Regions from separate parts of the Pan troglodytes genome. Here region 1 is linked to region 2. Evidence: chromatin contacts called from public capture Hi-C data. All regions are on one chromosome and are shown on one strand. The core of a region is the stretch at or near the end of the contact, and the rest is flanking DNA. Distances in the headings are between cores, read along the strand shown.

What was found. Capture Hi-C pulls out chosen DNA fragments and counts their contacts.
Region 1: a capture Hi-C map of stem cell-derived neural stem cells shows a contact between it and region 2, with 4 times the contacts expected there. The contact joins two enhancer-like sites. A contact is called at or near these places in 3 of 7 Hi-C or Micro-C datasets (induced pluripotent stem cells and stem cell-derived neural progenitor cells) and 1 of 1 other capture datasets (stem cell-derived neural stem cells).

The regions. Positions count from the first base shown.
Region 1 is chr6:147,019,663-147,022,362 of NHGRI_mPanTro3-v2.0_pri, reverse strand. No RefSeq gene overlaps it. Among named protein-coding and RNA genes, the nearest start is that of PODXL, 97 kb to the right of the region's middle. Within about 2 kb of position 1,427, at least 7 of the 24 cell types and tissues checked have an H3K27ac peak or open chromatin away from gene starts, as enhancers often do. A contact at or near this core is called in induced pluripotent stem cells and stem cell-derived neural stem cells, where this site is marked.
Region 2 is chr6:146,904,797-146,907,496 of NHGRI_mPanTro3-v2.0_pri, reverse strand. All of the region lies in intron 1 of PODXL (podocalyxin like), which reads left to right. Among named protein-coding and RNA genes, the nearest start is that of PODXL, 18 kb to the left of the region's middle. Within about 2 kb of position 1,341, at least 7 of the 24 cell types and tissues checked have an H3K27ac peak or open chromatin away from gene starts, as enhancers often do. A contact at or near this core is called in induced pluripotent stem cells and stem cell-derived neural stem cells, where this site is marked.

The sequences.
Region 1 (2,700 bases), core at 178-2,677, 110 kb before region 2:
CAACTCCAAGAGAACACAGAAGCCTCAGCCCACCCCGCTGTATTTCCGCCAGGTGCAGGCAGCAGGAACCCAAGAAAAGAAAGACATCATGGCAATGTCATTAAACCCTCACTTACTTTGTGCCAGACAGCGAAGCTGCCACTGGCAGGCCGCACTCTCTCTGTGGAGGCCACTGCTGCCTGGTGGGAGCCCACAGCACAGAGCATGGGGCCCTGGCCTCCTAGGTCCAGGCCAATCAGCAGAGGTGCCTGGCTGCTCTAAGAGCCCCTCTTCCCCAGGCAGCACCAGCCTGTCGCCTTGAAATCCCCTGCCCTGTCTCCACTCTCCTATCCCAGTCATGTTCTAGAAAAGGGGCTACACACCTGGCTTCCAGGAGCTTCATAGACCGACTGCATCAGAATCTCAGAGCATCAGAATGTGAGTTTCACACAGATGAGTCTGAAAAGACCGGTGTGTGTATTCCTGAAACACTAACTCTTAAAGGCCCCCATGTCAGACGCTTTGGGGACAACAGCCTTGGCTCAGGTGAAGCCCCCTGATGCAGGCTTGTTGCATTTATCTTGATGTGGCCTCTTAGCTGTAGTCAGGACCCTGGAGGGCAGGATGTGTTTGTTCATCTTTTTTGTCCCCAGTATGTAGCACAGTGCCAGGCGCGTGCTGCGGATTTAATGAATACTTGTTACATCAGTAACCAAATGTACAAATGAATGAAGGAATCATTGCGCACTTAGGGCAGAGCTATCAGCCCAGGCAGCTCTGTCTAAAGGACCAGGGCCTGCTCTTTAGGGAGAAGGGATCAGTAGTTAAAACCAGAACAATACCTGGACAGCACATCTGCAATTACTCACAGCATTTGCTTTAATTGCTTAGTAAATCCACACAATGTAACTTTATGCATCTCAAATAATTCCCTTGTTTGTTTTGAAAATCCTTAATAGAAAATACACAGCAGGTGGGTGTTACGTGGAGTAGAAATGCCTGACTGCTGACACCTGGCCACCTTTCCCGTAAACTGGCAGGGACGGAACCTGTGCTGGGATCCTGGAGGGGCTGCTCCACAATAGCCACCTGATTCTGAGGGGGTTGCAAGCTCATCCTGTACCTCTCCTGTCATGCCTGAGGAGCCTGTGAGCTGCCACATCCTGTCACAGCCCCCTCCTCAGCCATGTCATCCTCACGACCGCCCTGGGAGGCAGGCAACCTTGGAGACTTCACTCCCATTCACGCTGAGACGTTTGGGGAAACCTGAAATCCGACCCCCTTGGTACAGAGGTGAGAGAAGGAGGTAGAGGCAAGACGCTGAGGAGAAGAGACACAAGCAGAGAGGGGGACAAGGACCTATTCTTAAAGGAGGATGCGCCCAAGCCACGGCCGTGGTGAGACGCCCGGTTGCCCTTCCACTCTCGGCCACCAGGTGGCGGGCACAGGCCAACTAAGCCAGGCAGGGCTCAGGAGCAGCTGCCCAAAGGGCGGCCCAGGCAGAGGCAGCACTGCCAAGGTGGGAACATGCCCAGGAGGACACCGCACAACACACACCACACACACCCCTACAACACACACCCTACATCACACCCACAACACAGCACACACACCACACACACCCACAACACAACACACACAACACATCCCAACACACACACTACACAACATACATACCCCCAACACAACCCAACACACACCACACATATACACCCCAACACACTACATACACCCCTACAACACACATCCCACAACACACCCACAACACAGCACACAGACCCACAACACAAAACAAACACACCACACACACCCACAACATACACAACATGCCACACACCCACAACACACAATGCATCCCAACATCCACTACACAACACACATACCCACAATACAACCCAACACACACCACACATATACACCCCAACACACACCACAAACGCCCCTACAACACATACCCCACAACACAATGTACCACATACCACACAAGGCACGCCACACACACCCCAACACACAACACACACACCCCTATAATACACACCCACAACACAACACAAAACATACCACACACACCCACAAAACACACAATGTATCCCAACATCAGCTACACACACATACCCACAACACAACCCAACACACACCACAAACACCCCTATGACACACACCCCACAACACAATGCACCACATATCACATAACACACACCACACATACACACCCCAATACACACCCCTACAACACACACCCCTACAACACAATTTACCACACAACTCACCACACATCCATACAACACATACCCCACAACACACACACAGAGTACAACATACCACACAACACACATCACACACCCAACACGACACACAATGGACAACTCACCACACATACCCACACAACATAACACACAACACACATATCCCTACAACACACACCCACAATACAATGTACCAGACAACACACAACACACGCAACATACACACAACACATAATGCAACACATAAACCCTACACACACGTCACACAACACACACACCACAAATACACACCCCCACAACACATACCACTACAACACATACCACTACAACACACACACATCACACCACACACACAACACACAGCATACACACCCTACATATACAATACAGCACCCACACACCACAGCACACACAACATACACCACAACAAACACATACAGCACACACAAAACACATCACACACACACACACCCCA
Region 2 (2,700 bases), core at 92-2,591:
TTGGGCAACAGAGTGAGACCGTATCTCTACAAAATAATCAAAAACATAGCTGGGTGTGGTGGTGCACACCTGTGGTCCCAGCTACATGGCAGGCTGAGGTGGGAGGATCATCTGAGCCCAGGAGGAGGTTGAAGCTGCAGTGAGCCGTGATCGCGCCACCGCACTCCAATCTGGGTGACAGAGCAAGACCCTGTCTCTAAAAAGATTAAAAATTAAAAGGTACTAAAGGTGTGTCCTCAGAGGGTGCTGGAGACACAAATGAGATCATATGCAGGAAGAACGTGGCGCAGAGTCCGGCCAATATGCTAAGACCTCAGTATTTGCCCAGTATTAAGTTTACAGTCATGAGGATAAACTGCTCTTAGGAGGTGTCATTTAATGGGTGGATTTACAGAAAGTTCCAGCATGTGAGTGAGGCAGCATGTCCACCCCTCTACCCCATGGTCTCAGAGCTGCCCCGAGTGTACCAGGACACATGCAGCACCCAGACTGGGCACGGACGTTCCTGTCTCCTGCTCACAGCAGGGGGTCGGCAAGGCTGGCTGAGCCTGGCTGCCCCTTCTTCCAGCCCCGCCCTCAGTAAGGATACTGTAGATTTGGAATATTTAAACATTTTCCTCAAAGTTTTTACATTTCGGGGACTGGGCGTGGTGGCTCACGCCTGTAATCCCAGCACTTTGGGAGGCTGATCACGAGGTCAGGACTTCAAGACCAGCCTGGCCAACATGGCGAAACCCCATGTCTACTAAAAATACAAAAATTAGCTGAGCGTGGTGGTGCGTGCCTGTAATCCCAGCTACCCAGGAGACTGAGACTGGACAATCACTTGAACCCGGGAGGCAGAGGTTGCAGTAAGCCGAGATCACAATACTGCACTGCAGCCTGGGTGACAGAGCAAGACCCTGTCTCAAAAAAAAGAGCTTATACATTCTAAAAAATATGTTCATTTTGTTCCAAGATAGATATGTCTCCCTCAACAGATGAGGAAACCAAGGTCCAAAGAGGTGCCCGGCTCACACAGACATCCAGGTCTCCATTTGCAGAGCTCACTTTTTCTGTGGAGGCTACATCACATCTTGGATGTGGTCATTTAAACTGACCTTAAAGACAGGGCGAGTGGCCACTCTGCCACCTCCCCCGGGTGCTGTCCTGTGGTGGTGACTTGTTTGGGAGCCCATCTTGGGCAGGCGAGGTTAGCGAAGGCATCCAGGCATCAGCCCTGTCCCCGTCCTCGCCTGCCAGCTGGCTGGTGTGTTGGCTGTCCCTGGGCACAAGGCCCAGGAAGACAGATCAGGATTCACATGGTCTGCTGCAGGGGAAGGGATTAGGAGGCCCCTGGGGAGGGTATTGTTTTAAGGAGGTTAGTCTGCTCTTTCCAGCTCAGGAAGAACCCATCCCCTTCTCTGGGCAGGCTGGTGGTCCCTAGACAAAGCCTGACACCACGTACAAAGCTCCAGGGGCTCGGCATGGGGACGCTTCTCTTGTTAGCAACAGCAACAACAGTGGGAGCGGGAGTGGGGAGCAGGATGGGGAGTGGGGAGCAGTTGAGAGGGAGAGGAACCAGAGCGGGCAGGGGTTGGCTGAGCCCCAGGGAGTGGCGACGCAGGAGTCTTAGGTGGCACCGTCGATTGAATTCCAGGCTCTCCTGTTACCTCTCTGCCTTCAGCCATGGAATTATAGTCATGAGTCATTCCAAAGAATGTATCTAGAAGCTTCCTGCTGAGGCGCTCGGTCCTGTTAGGGGGTAGGGGTGGGGTTCCGCCCTCTGACCTCCACCTGGAGGATGCAGTGTCACCAACTCTGGGCCTGATTTTCATCAGGTGAGACTGTAGAGGTCATCGAACCCTGTGCTCCCTGCATTATGTGGAAACTGAGCCCCGCTAGCTGCTGCGCCAGGGCGGGATGGAGGATGAGGCTGGCTCCCCGCAGAGCGCTTCTGCCCCTGCCACTCCTTCCCTGCCAGGCCTTGGGGATGGGAAGCTCGGTCAGAGAATGGGTCTGGGACACACAACGGAGTGGGGCAGCCCATACAGAAACAGCCTGAGGGTCTGCCTGGGGGTGGGGGGGGTCATCCTCCCAACTAAGTCAGAGCACAGGGGAGGGGCCAGGAGCTGGTCTCCTGGTTCATCTCCCTCCTGTACTCTGCAGGGCCACAGTGGGCCCTGTGCAGCCTTGCCACAGATGTGTTTGAAGTGCGTACACATCAGTTCCCCAAAGACAGGAACTGCGATGTTTCACAGAAGCCCTATTCACAATGGCCCTAAACTGGAAGCCGCCCAAATGCCCATCAGCAGCAGAATGGACAAATACATAGTGGCATGTGCACACAATAGAGTCCTCCACTGTAATGGGGGCGAACAGTCTGCGACCGCACACCACGAGAAGGATGAGTTACACAAAGCAAAGCTGAGTGAGGGAAGCCAGACCCAAGAGTCACGACGGTGTGATGCCATTGATATGAAATCCCACAACAGACACAACCCCGAATCTTCTCAGTCAGAATAATAGCGGTTACCCTCGGGGATGGAGAGGAACACAGGCAGGGCTTCTGAGACGAGCTGTCCAGTTTCACCATCTGGTGCTGGTTAAATGTGTGTATTCCCTCGAGGACAATTCATCAAGCTGTACACTTGTGATATGCACCTTTTTGGGGGGGTGGGGTGGGGCGGAGTCTTGCTTCCATGCCCAGGCTGGAATGCA